Regions from separate parts of the Triticum aestivum genome. Here region 2 is linked to region 1. The links are chromatin contacts, called in public Hi-C maps. All regions are on one chromosome and are shown on one strand. Each heading gives the region's core, a stretch centred on a gene start, on an enhancer-like site or on the middle of the called end of the contact. The rest is flanking DNA. Distances are from core to core; before and after follow the strand shown.

Evidence for each region. A called contact is a pair of places that touch in the nucleus more often than the background predicts.
Region 2: a Hi-C map of leaf shows a contact between it and region 1, with 10 times the contacts expected there. The contact joins two enhancer-like sites. A contact is called at or near these places in 2 of 5 Hi-C or Micro-C datasets (both in leaf).

Annotation. Positions count from the first base shown.
Region 1 is chr4D:401,701,055-401,708,088 of IWGSC CS RefSeq v2.1, reverse strand. No RefSeq gene overlaps it. Among protein-coding and RNA genes, the nearest start is that of LOC123098191, 140 kb to the right of the region's middle. Within about 2 kb of position 4,053, at least 7 of the 8 cell types and tissues checked have an H3K27ac peak or open chromatin away from gene starts, as enhancers often do. A contact at or near this core is called in leaf, where this site is marked.
Region 2 is chr4D:401,870,202-401,877,235 of IWGSC CS RefSeq v2.1, reverse strand. No RefSeq gene overlaps it. Among protein-coding and RNA genes, the nearest start is that of LOC123098192, 250 kb to the left of the region's middle. Within about 2 kb of position 4,560, at least 4 of the 8 cell types and tissues checked have an H3K27ac peak or open chromatin away from gene starts, as enhancers often do. A contact at or near this core is called in leaf, where this site is marked.

The DNA.
Region 1 (7,034 bases), core at 2,804-5,303:
TCTTTAACCTTGGGCCCTTTATTGTCCGGAAATCTTAGACTATACCATAAAACCCATGTCGACTGTGTGTTCTCCGAACACACTGGGCGGTAAGCCTTTAATAAGCAGATCTGCAAACACTTGTCTGTTGCTTTTATGCTTCAAGCATTTCTACATAATTTCGGACTTTCTCCTTTACAACGCATAACTCTGTGTCAGTGTGTTTGGCATCAACACTTGACTCGTTGTCATAGGAGCGAACAGCTTAAAATGGTTATCGCTGTTGTCAACCATTATTAACTCAGGGTACAGGTCTCCTTAACCATTTTGCCTGTCCCTCAGCCTCATATCAAGCTATAAAATATCTTTGCATCACATTGATGATAATTGTTTCATTCTTTGGAGCTTTTCCACACAAAAACCTCCAAGTATGAAAGTTAGCGACAATTGTGGATTTCGCTATACATTTCACAAGTCCTGTCTTTGTACTCACAATCTTTTGAGAGCACTTATTTCTTTCAGCACGAGGCCGATATCTTTGACTCCATTCCAGTGATCTATATATGGACTGGATATTGCCAAAACAACCCGGATACGTGAATTGTGTCAGGGTAATATATTGAGCTTCCAACAGCTGAAGCATATGGTACCATATCCGTTTTCAATCTTTTCTCATCAACTTTTGGAACACCATAGTTTCCAGTTCCATTACCCTTGACTATAAGAACAGCCGTAGGTTTTCTCGCATGCATACATTAGAGACCTTTGTTACCATGTCCATGCGACATTCCTAATACCTAATTTTATTATTTTCTTGGTGAATCTCGATATTTATAACGAGAGACACTCCGAGAAATGTAATTTTGAACTTTGAGGACAAGAACTTCTTTTCTCCTCCTGAAGTAGATTAACATCACCACTAGCAAGTAGGACGTCGTCCACATGCACAGGATTGGGAAATGAATTCCCCATTCTATAACTTTGCATGAATACAATTGTCCTTCCATTTTCTTTAACCCAAAATATCATCTGATTCTTTAAACTTTAAATGCAACTGTCTAGAGACTTCCTCTAGTCCACAAAAAACTTCTTGAAGCAGTATCCCTTGTGTTCTTTACATTCATCTGATGTAACTCAGATCATGATGTCGGTCATGATGTGCCACTGACACTCATTGTAATTTGTTCATTCTCTTTGCACAAAATCTTTTGATTCAAGTCGCGCTTTACACCTTTACATATTTCCTTTGGAGTCACATTGACCTTGTAGACCTTTTACAGCCTACTGTTTATGCTCCATTGGAAATTACTTATGAGTCCCAAACATTGTCGGGATTCACCAATTTTATTTCGTCTCACATAGTCTCTTATCATTTAGACAAACAGACACTTCTCTAAGCTCGATTGAGCGCTTTAAATGAGGTGAGATCAACCTCGATTTGAATTTTACTAACATAGACTTTATAGTAATCAGAAGTATCTGATTTTCTCATTCCTTGAGACCATCTGTGTCTCAGGTACTGGCACTTCTTTCATATGGGGCTGTTGTTGCTCTGTCATTGCCATGAGGCAAATTAATTCTATAGTCTTTTATTTCCAAGAGGCAATAGGTTTTACAGGGACCTGTGTCACAAGATCCATGTGTACTCATTCATCCTTTATAGAGCTAACATCAGGTGTTGTATAGGTCATACAACATGCTCCCCCAGATTACTCCATCTTCACTAAAAAATGGCGTATCTTTAAACTTTATTATTTGGGTTTATTCTATTAAAACTTTCTTCTTTATGGCACTTTAAGCACCGTCTTAGTATTCCTTAGTTTGCTTTCAGAACTGTAAAAGATCCAGGAATACAGCTATTTCTTTTCTTTAGGGGTATTATTATGATCGTCATACTCCCCCAGACGATCACATTCTTCATTAATGGATATCTCATATTTCTTTCTCCCCCTCGAAATGTGGCAAGAACTTTTCTGCCACAATTTCGAAAAACCATTCACAACTCTTGTGAATTGAGGAAACTTTGAGTATCTACTTCATTTATCTGATTACTTCATATGTAATGAAGTTATCTGTTAACTGGTATGGGAGTACTTTTTCCTTATTCCATTTCAGAAACTCAACAGAGTTCTTGATCATTAGTACTTTTGCAAGTCACACTTGCATATCATTCTTATCTTTAGGTTCGTCTGTAACTTTTATTCTCTTTGGATTTATTGAGTGCTTAATGATCATTACACATAAGGTGTACGGTCGATACTAGGAAAGCACAATAGCTACTCCATACTTTTCTCCCAGAGTGGGACGCATTAAACGCACATGAGTCATCATATCTTTCTCCTGTCATATAGGATAAGTCCTTTGCATAAATTTCTCCCGCCACAGGATTTCTGACATAATACTATGTCAACTTTACCCAGTCACGCAGGTATTTTCCAGACTTTTCCCGCCATGCGGTTTTTATCATAATCATCTTTTCCCGCTATGCGGGTAATTCCCTGTAAGGGACATCAATGCCAGAATTGGCTCTTTTGACTGCATATTCAATCATCAAATTTAGAAATAAATCCGAATGCTCTTTGACACACGTGCTTGATCCGACGTTGGTCAAATTAAACACGCATGTTGCTTGTTTCATTTCAAATCATGTTGATTGAAAAATCTTCTTCATAGAGAGTACATGAAAGACATTCGTCAACCAAGACTCTCAATGATCTACCTCTTTTCTTTCTTGGATTAATATCCAAGAATTCTTTTCTTTTGAAGCCATTCTTTAAAGAGAACATACTCCCTCACGTTATGACCTTTCTTGGTCATCTTTCGGATCATAAGTACCCATCCATTCGCTTTCACGAATGAAAGCATGGAAAACTTTTAGTCTGAGAAAAAACTTAGCCAACAATCAACAATAATGAGCACAAAAATAACCCCATGTTGGTCTGGTTAAAAAATATGCACATTAAACTTTTAAAACCTTCTTCTATATTCGAAATCACCGTTGGGCAGAATTAGAATAAAACATCATCCTTCTACATTAATTCCATATCACCGTTGGGCGGAAATGGAAATAATGCATATAACTCTTAAACAATGTGATGATAGTATTTCTATTAAACAACTTTGATAAGAAATCATCATCATCACCAACTTTATTGCAGCGGGAACAAGAAATATACATTTCTCTAGCTCAAGAGCTTTTCTTGATCTTTATCTGTTCTCTGAAAATTGATCACTTTGATACAAAATTTATCAGAGATTTAAGCTTTGAACATAGGACTCATAGAACTATAATACTGTTATTATCAACATTGGTCAGAAAATAACAATACCATATTTTCACTTTAAAACAAATATCTTTCTTTTGTCATATCGGAAACTATCTGAATCTTATTTCACCCACATGGGAAAAACATTGCTAAGAACAGTTCTTCCAATTAAATTTTCCCGTTGGTTCCAATTTAATTGGAGAATAAAACTTTTACTTTGCAGCGGAAACTTTACAATATTCTATTCAGAAACAATTCTGTACTATTTTACTCTCTAAGCAATTTTAACCAGTTGGTTCAAAAAGCATTAGAGAAGCAACAGTTTAATCTTTTACTTTAGTTCTATTCACTTTTAAAAGAGCACTTTTATTTTTTATTTGCAGAGGAAAAAACATGAATAAAAATTCATGAACTTTTTACTTTTCAGAAACATTTCTTTTTCTTTTTTGTTTTCTAGACAAATTTTGTTGAATTAATTTGAATAGAAAAACTATATTAAATTTGCCAAAAAACTTGGACAAAAAAAATAACAAAACGTGCCAGTGCCTTGCTTGGGCCGTCCCACGGCCTGCGTGCGTCGTGCGCGCCCTTTGGGCCGAAGCCGGCCCAGCCGCGCTTCCGCCCGGTCTCCTAAGTACTGCGCAGCGCCCGGCCTCCCGAGTGGGTCTAATGCCCGGCGTCGGCCAGCGCCCGCGGCAGCGCCCGGCTCCACTTTCGGCCCAAAAGACCAGCGCGACTTAGGGATTGCACTGCAACCGTCGGATGGCATCGGACGGCCACCCGCTCTCCTCGCTGGATCAAAACCAGCGAGGTCGATCCAGCCGAAACCCTAGCCCGTTTCATTTCTTCCCCTCGTGCCGCTCTCTGCCTCTCTCGACCCGACCGCGGGTCACCGCGCCACGCCGGTCGCCGGCGACGGCGACGGAGTTGCTGCGCCGCGCGAGCTCACTTCCTTTTCCCCTCCCTTTCTCCTTTCCTTTCACCTCCTTTCCTCCCTCTTTCTTCCAATGCCAGCGACAGAGAGACAGAGAGATGCGTTGTCGAGCCCTCCTCTGCTCCTTTTGAAGACAACGACGGTGGAGGAAAGGGCTTTGCCCCGGCCGCCGGCGACGGCGACTGACGTCACCGTGCCGCGCGAGCCTTCTTTTCTTCCCCTTCTTTTTCTTCTTATCCACCATCGCTTACAGCAACAGAGAGAGAGAGAGAGAGATCCTGCGGCGCACCCGCTGACCCCTTTGCCGGGGTGCGCGAGCACCTCCAGGGTGAACGCGTCGCCGTCAAATGGCTCTGTGGTGGTGCCCTTTGCCCCTGTGGGGTGAGTTCTTCTTCCGAACGGCTTGGCTTGCCGATGCCCGTCCGGATCGAGAGGAACGGCGCGGCCTTGCGGCGGCGCTATTTTCTTTACGGTGAGGATTCGTTCTTTGCCGTGTCGATTAGGGTTCCAGGGGAGGGGGTTTCTTTTCCGGGATTAGAACTCCCGTTTCCTTTTCCTGCTGAAAATCCTAAACCAATCTGGCCGATACCATTGATAGAATCACGGGATCGTGTAGGCTAGGATTCCGGCAACAGTGGTGATAGGTATTACCTTCTCCTTTGCCTGAAGAGCTGCCGCCGGTGGCCATGGTGGGATGGTGGCGGCTGCGGTGGCAGAGAGTGGGTGAAGTGGTGGCGGCGCTTCCCATCAGCACTGTACTAACCCTAGATCGGTAGGGGATTAGGTAGGGTGTACGGCGTTGCGACGAACCTCGTGATGCGAGCCGCCGGCCCCACCTCTTTATATAGTGCAGGTGACAGGGGCCCGTCAACCATAGTCGGTTGAGCGCCCCCGATCAGGGCGCAGATCTAAGGGCCCGGTGGGCCGTTGGGCCCACACGGTGGAGATCATCCTAACAATTCACACTAGTTTGCAGCACCTCTTGCAGTGATCAGCACCAGATAGATGGTGCTACTTGGCAGGCGAGCTTTGGTTTGTTAATTAGGTCTCCTTGTTAGTGGAACACGATTAATTAAGATGTACTAGTAGATGAGGTAGGCGTCCCTTATCCAGGCTGGCCCGCATGCAGTGACGCGCCAACGCCGCGTCGTTTCGTGTCCGGCCGAGCCGGACCAAGGGTGGCGCGTCTGCGTCCGCGTCAGCTTCCACCAAGCGAGGGAGAGGGAAGGAATCGGGCAAGTGAAAGCATCATCATGCACGACGAGAAGGTTTCAGCTGATAATGGATGATATATATTGATTAAATCTCGAAAGCTCTCGAGCTTCCTTCCTTCCAAGCGAACGCTAGAGCACCAAAGTCATCTAAATATTCGATGGCGATCCATAGTAGCAACGGGTGGTTTGACTCGACCATTCCTTTCGGCGGCAGATGGTCAGCAACATGCATGCAACGCCCTCTGAACTTTTCTTGTTAGTGAGATTCAGATTCTCATGTAGAAGTCCTAGTGGCTTGCCGATTGCTGCAACCATCAACGATGTGTCGCCTTAGTGCCTGTTCGGTTCCTCTCCGCTCCGCGACTGAGCTCTCGGAGCGGAGCAGGCTGCTGCAGCTTTTTACGGGGCAGCTCAAACCGAGCTCCGCAGAGTGGAGAGATTCCAAACAGAGCCTTAATTTGTACGTAAATTTGTTAGTCAATCGGTGCTCTAACCCTGCCTGCCTCTTGCTGGATGGATCGCGTGTGTGATTTCTCGGAACGCTATATCTTAAGAATTTGAAGTTTGCAACGGCGTGTCACCTTTGTAGCTTGGCCCGACGACCAGAAACTGAACACATCTACCTCGTGTGGATGGTTCATGCGTGTGATTTTTCGCTAATACTATCTGATGAGATTTGCTTTCCTCTATATGAAGAATTTGAAATTTGTGCGTGGGCAAACTGACCCCACCCTCCAAAGGACAAGGAGTATTAATTCAGTGGTAGTAAAGCACTGCTTCAAAATTCATCTCATCTGCATCATGTGAAGCAGCAGAGTTCTCAGGCTGCCTGCAAAGGTAAATCAATGGCCCATCTGGATCTACTGACACACCGTACAAGTCCCTTATAAAAACTACTCCAAGATAACATTATTAAGCACGTACCAGTTGATGATCAAGTTGCATGAATATGATGCTCTCTATCCGGACGGTACGAGGCCCAGGATTGTTTAGGGAGGCTGCATGTGTCGTGCATGTTCACCAGCCAAAGAAGATGAGCTCCAACGAATCTTTGCTTATAGACTAATCAATCTTTCTTTTTCTGAGTGGGGGCTAATCTATCTTAAGACTAGCCACAATGGGTAGTAACATACACTAGTAACATACACATTTCTCTAGACTATGTTACTACCTCAATAGTGGGTAGTAACATAAGTGTGGTAACATGCAAAGCTTCATTTATTACGTTATAGACTGGGACATGTGATGTTACAGTAACTAGCTAAGTTACTAGTACTACATCTCTCCTCATTAACTCATTGCCACATAAGCAAAATTGCTGAGTTGGACTCGATGTTACTACCGAAATTACTCCCACTGTGGCTAGTCTAACATCTTGTTTTTGTCCGTGGCCAATGAATGGTCTGGTCCCGTGGTCCGGGCCGCCCACGGCGCTGTGGATAAGCTCCCTTTTCCAATGAGTTGGGACTCGTCTATTTAATCCGTTGGGAGTTGGGACTTGGAGGAAAGAGTGAAGCCAGCCAGATTTCGCTGTTGCAGTCTTGGGTAGGTCTATACACGAAAGGAACATAAACATTCGTGTCGCATACTCACGTGTGAGAATGCACGGGGCGAAAATGGTGATTTGATCACATCGAAGCT
Region 2 (7,034 bases), core at 3,311-5,810, 170 kb before region 1:
TCAACAAGCTCAAAAAAGAAGCACCGCCATCCACACGAGCATCGCACCTGCGAGGACTGAAAAACCCTAACCTAAACTACTAACCAGAGCAAAGGCACGTGGATTCCCCTCCCTGCCACTACCCATTGAAACAACAGGTAGAGGGGAGGCGAAACAACGGACTAGTCGGCGAAGTCTGGAGGGGAGAGTTTTCCCTGGCTGCCAAGGGATAGGAGAGGAGTTGAGGAAGAGTTCTTATAATCAGAGCACACTTCTGCTATCTTGACGGATATCTCGGATTTTATTCATTTAATGCAAAAGCAAACAAAAAAATACAAATGTAAAGTTTAACACTTATATGTCCGTGTTTCCTAATTAGTAGTTCCGAACAGCGTATTTTTTTACAAACTACTTTACCATATATATGTTTTGAACATAAGAAGGGCCACCCCCTCTCATTTATATTAATAGAAATCACATGGTGAGAACGTCCTTTTGGTGATCAAGCTCACTTGAGCTCTTAAATTTTGAAAAATTCAAAATTCATACTTTCGGTTTAAAAAATCTAAAAAGAAATTGTGAAGTAAACAAGGATGTTATGTGTATGTGTAAGAATTTTTAGGATGAAATATCTTGAAATGCGATCTGTACAAAAAAAATACAAATTCATGGCCTGAGAGGATGAATACTATCATGTGTTAAAAATCCCCAGATTTGCTTTTTTTCCACATCCCTCATTTCAACGTATTTTGCCCTGAAAATTTACACACATGTGTGTTACGCCTTCATGCATATCTATATTTTTTCAGAATTTTTTGAAACGTAAAAGTATAAATTTTGATGAAATTTGAATTCTAAATTTGAAGGCCTTCATAGACACTGTTATGAGCTGTTGGAATGTTAATCCCTCTTTATGTAACTCCGCCAAAGATATTTGTGCCAGACTAAAATGTGTCAAACAAGGGCTCAAGACGTGGAGTAGGAATATCTCCAATTTAAAAAATACCATTGAAGCCTGCAATTATGTTCTCACTTTGCTTGATGGTGTCGAAGATCAAAGGCCACTCAGTTTGCGTGAAAGAAATTTCAGAAACATTCTCAAGCCACATCTTCTGAAACTAATGGAGGCCAAAAGAATCTATTGGAAAAGCATATAGAAAAGGAGAGACATCAAATGTGGTGATGAAAATTGTAAGTTTTTCCATGCCATGGCCTCCATTAATTACAGGAAAAACTTCATATCCTCCATTAATGAAGATGGTCTCATCCATTCCTCTCATGATAAAAAAAGCTTCAGTTATTTGGAAAACTTACAAAGACAGATTGGGCACCTCCATTAATCCCACTATGCTCTTTGAACTCAGTGACATCATCCAACCACACAATCTGAATCACCTGGATAAACCATTTTCATTAGATGAAATTGAATCAATTGTCAAGGACTTCTCCATTGACAGAGCCACTGGTCCTGATGGTTTTAATGGAAAATTTCTTAAAACCCGTTGGCCCATCATTAAGAGTGATTTCTACAAAATGATATGTGATTTATTTGAAGGAGATATGGATATTTGCAGCATTAACACTGCATACATTACTCTTATCCCAAAAAACAATCTCCAGAGACCCTGAATGACTATAGACCCATATCTCTGGTAAGTTTGCCTCTCAAATTCTTTACAAAACTTATGGCCAATAGAGAACAAAATGAGATCATTTTGATTGCCACCAGAATCAATATGGATTCATCAAAGGCAGAACCATTCAAGACTGTCTTGGTTATACTTTTGAATATCTTCATATTTGCCATAAATCCAAAAAACCTATTATCATTGTGAAACTGGATTTTGAAAAAGCATTTGATAAAGTGCAATATAGTGCCATTATTGCCATGCTTAAGGCCAAAGGTTTTGGACCTAGATGGATCAATGGGGCGTCAAAAATCCTTTACTTTGCTACCGCACCTATGCTACTTAAGGGAGTTGTTGGTAAAACCATCTACTGCAAGAGGGGAGTCAGTCAAGGGGATCCTCACTCCCCTTGCTATATGCCATAACTGTTGATCTTCTACAATCAATTGTTAATGCTGCTTGGATGATTGGTGAATTATCTCTTCCAGTAGACCTTAGCTACAACCAACAATACCCCATCATACATTATGTTGATGATACCTTGATGATTATGCCTGCTGACAATGAGCAGCTCATGCATCTCAAAACTCTTCTACAATTGTTCAGCCAATCAACTGGACTCTTTGTCAACTATAGAAAATCATCTATTGTTCCAATCAACATTGAGAACAACACTGTCAATCTACTTGTTGAAAACTTTGGGTGTAAAGTGGAAAGCCTACCTTGGTCTACCATTGGGCACTACCAAACCATCAGTTAGTGATATGATGCCAATCATTGCAAAAATAGATAGAAGACTCTCTAGAGTTGCCAACTTCATGAACTGTACATGAAGAATTACTTATGTCAACTCTGTTATTGCTTCCATGCCAATATGTGCTATTTGCACTTTTAAAGTCCATGTCACAGTACCGGAACATGTTAATAAATCCAACAGAATTTTATATGGCATGAAATGATATCAACAAAAAGGGCAACTGCCTTGCTAGTTGGAAAATGATATGCAAGCCCAAGGAACAAGGTGGCCTAGGAATTATTAATCCGAGATTATAGAATTATGCTTTATTGATCAAGCATTTACACAAATTTTATAATCAGGCCGATATTCCCTGGGTTAACCTGATATGGCGAGCATACTATCATAAAAATGAAATTCCGCATGCCAGCAATAGTAAGGGATCTTTTTGGTGGAAAGATTGCATCAGTTTGTGTGATATATATAGAGAGATGTTTGGCAACCTGTGATGTTAACAAAGGTAATGCTACCTTCCTTTGGAAATATGTATGGCACCACCAATCCATGGATGATTAAAAGATCCCCTAAATTACACTCTTTTACTCTGGATGATAATATTTCTTCTATTGCAGAAGCAAAAAATGGAGAACTACTATGATCTATTCTAGTTGCCTCTCTACATTACTGCACACCATTAGTTTCAACAACTGGTAGCTGCTCTGGAAAACATCAAAGACAACCACACAAATGACATTTGGAAATTCATGTGGGGAGACTGCAAATACAAAGAAAATTTATAACACCCTGTTGGGCAATAACACCTGCCCAGCCCCTCCGAGATGGATTTGGAAATCATGTTGTATGTCCAAGTACAAATTTTTCAGCTGGCTCATGCTCAACGACAGAATTAATACTTGTGATCTCCAAATGATAGTGTATTTTTTGGTCATGCTCCACTACCAAAAAATACAGTTTGTAAATAACCTCTATGTATTTTTTTTCCTTTCTCTCTTATTTTGTGAATAACCCCTATGTACATTTTTCCCTTTTTTGCGAGGGTAAAAGAGATTTTATTCCAAGATCACAGGGTTACAATCAGGAGGCAAAAGTTCCTCCACACATGGTGGTCCTCTACCTAGCCATACAGCAGTAGTGCTCTCTGTACGACTATACGAAGCCAATCGATCTGCTACCCTATTTTGCTCACGCTTAACTTTCGATGGAATAAACTCTCTTACACCCATATGATGCTGAATCTCAGCCACCAAATGTCCATAAGCAGAATACTGAAGACTGTCCCCCTTCATTGCCATCAGTGCTTCCGATGAGTCGGTTTGAACAATGACAGACCCCTCACTATGTTGAATAGCTAGGGCCATTCCTTGCATTAGAGCATGTAGTTCGGCTTCTAGGGCGTCATTGCAGTTAAATATATATCGATACGCTGCGAAGATGACACTGCCATCATTCCTCCGCAATACCATTCCCGCTGCTGCTGACCCATCTTAGCATATATAGTTGTTTTTGCAATTAGTATGAGAAGTGCACTCTTTGATTGACCTCTGCGATTGATAAGGACCGGGTATAAATTGACAAGTGAAAAGTCACAATTTTTTTGTACTTGCGTGTGCGTAAATATGAGCATCCAAATTCTAACTCTCGTGCGTGCATGTGCACATGCCCCCAAAACACCAAATATGCAAGTACATATTACGAATTTATGTACTCTGGGCGCTTGGAATGAAAAATCTTACAAAACCGTATATGCTAATGGACCTACATTGCTGTATATGCTTTTCTAAGAAGAGAAGATTTCTTCCTAGATCAACAAGGAACTGGAAACCATATCCATCCGAGTAGCCACTTCCTAATCTTTCCAACTCACTCATCCCTCGCTAGGCAAAAAAGACAAAGCGGGCACTAGTTTATGTTAGCAGCACGGCCGGGAGTCTGCATCAACGCTCAATCAGTCCCGGTCAAAACAAGGAGATGCGATGCCCTCGCGCCGCATCGAGCATACTCTTTCCTACTTAGTGCGCGCCCTTGGTGCTTCCGGAAGCGTTTGTTTATCAATCTTAATCTTAATATATAATCCAAGCAAGTGGATTCCAGTAATGTCGATGGGTGGTCTGGTCGATGACTCCCCTGCCCCTCAACTGCGCGCGCGCTCTGCAGTCCGGCACGGCTAGCCGACGTGGCGAGCCGGGAGCCGTCCTCCGCGCGGCGACAGCGACCCGGCGACGTGGGGCGCCGCGGTACGTCCGCGCCCGCGCCCGACAGCTCCGGTGACGGCGGTAGGTCAGCGGGGGAGTCGGAGGTGGACAAGTGGATGTGAGCAGTGGGGAGCGAGAGTGGCGGTAAATTCTGGCGGGTGGGGGAATCTGACTGTGCAGTGCTTTGTTTCACTTTTCTTCTGTCGTGGGGGCTGGATTGGATCTACTCCATCCTTCCATCTATACAGGGCCTAATGTGTTTTTTGAGACTAACTTTAACCAAATGTTAAAGCAATAATATATAACATGCAACTTACACAAAGTATACGGTAAATTCGTATGTGAAAGAAGCTTCCAATGATATAATTTTCACATTATACATCTCATGTACTATTAGTCTTATCAATAGTCAAAGGCGGTCTTAAAACACATTAGGCCCTATATAGATGGAAGGAGGGAATAGTACGACATGACCCAGCAGTGTGCCATCCTCCTACTACTAGAGTTTTTTCTCCTCAGACCTTTGGCCTTTTGTCATGTCGAAAAACTGGCCTGCTGGTCTCATAATGTGGAATTTCTATGAATTATTTACTCGTACAGGAGGAGCTGCGACGCAGCGTATATAGTTTGTAGTGTTGTTGGACTTCACAGTAGACTTCATTGATCTTGAGACACCGGCCTGCAGTGAGTAGTACTAAAACAGTTGTTAGATCTGAGAAATGCAGTGGACCTGCTCTGTGTTTTTCTTAATCGAAAAAGCACACCCTGAATCAACCGGGAATGCTCCTTCTCTCTCTTTTTGTTTTTGTTTTTGCGGATCAATGCTCCTTCTCTTTTGATCCAGGAGATCTTCGTGGTAGCAAATATTCGTCGCAATCCACGGACCATTCAAGATAAGTAGGAATTAGCTATTCAGATGGTACTGGCAAAACGTAAAATAATCATCATCAAATAAGTCTCAAGTTCGTTGCATCTTCAAAAGAGACGTGTAGTTTTGTTTTTTTTTTTGAGGCAACAAAAAGACGTGTAGTATATTCGACAGCTTGTACCGCAAAATTATGGGTCAAGTGAGCAGGACCAAGGCGTAAATAAGATTCAGCCATAAGTTTGTTTTGTTCACCCGGAGGCCCTTTTTGCATGGGGCTCCGTACCTCCTCTGGCTCTCCTCTGGGAGTGGGGCAAAGCAAAGCAAGGCCTCGTGCGCTCCTGTTCCCACGAGCCCCGCCCGTGCCCCCGCCGCCGCGCCCGCCAAAACACCGGCGAGCACACGACACGCACGGCCCCCACCCTGCCGCCGCGACGCTCGCCCAACCACTATTTTTGCGCCTGCTCCCGCTCATCCATCTCCTCCTTTTTCGTCAGAATATAAATGCCCGCATCATCACGCCGCGGAAGAAGACTGAATCGAACCCGGTCCAGCAAATTGAACGAATCAGATATCATCCACAACGCTTGATTGCTTCGCCGGAACGGTCCCGTGCCGTGTGGTGACTCACCGACGCCGGCCGCGCATCGCGTCGACGTCATCGGTTCGAGGCGCACACGAGGACGATCAAACTGTACACTGCAGTGAAGCCCGCTCCCTCCCTTATCGCAAAAGGTAAGTGCTCGTGCACAGTGTTTCAGTGGAGAGAGCTTTTTCAAGAGCACGCACAGGCACAGCACAGGGCCTGCGGTGTGACGCCTGCTGTGGCCTGTGGATGGGTCTCCTTGTCAAGGTCCGGTCCAGCGGTCCTGATGTCCGACCGGACCAGTTTGGTACGTACGGCTGAGCTGCCAAAATTTGATGGATCGTGATGGGTGGCAATTTTGTCTGAGCTCCGGCGATCTATCTAGGCCCTAATCTGTCTGCAGGCGCCGTGAAAACTGCACTGCAAAGAGAACCTTGTGAGAATTACAGCCAACCTAACCAGCTAGCTCGGTCATCACTCATCAGTCCTTGTCTACTGATAGCTCGGTGGGGATATTTTTCCCCAGGTGGTACTTCTGGGTGAGATTCGTATCCCTGTTGCTTCGATGCCTCCGGCTGGGCTGGGTGTTCTTAACTGCCTTGCTGGGTGTGCATGTAATCTGACGGCGATCCCGTCCTTCGTGCTGCACGAATGGCTATCGGCCGCTGCCACAAGGCCACGCCACGCCATATGCCATGTGCATGGACATGATAACTTGACAAGGGCCAAATCTAACAGCTCGTGCTTCACACAAAATTTCCTGCCACTTCTTTTGGCAACCTAGCTAGCTACGGTTCCTCCGTCCGGGCGTTTTCAGTTGTACCCTATAAAAATGATGCTTCTGTTAAGTTGTTTTCTCCCCCTCTCTGATTAGGGTTTGTTGATCGATCTCTGTACGTGCAAGGAAAGGAAAGCCAAAAACAGCACAACCGATGGTTGGAACGGGCAGGACCCATGAATGGGATTGGGATAGACTCATCCTTGAATTGGTTTCTTCTTGGAAATGAAATATTCCGTGTGGGGATGG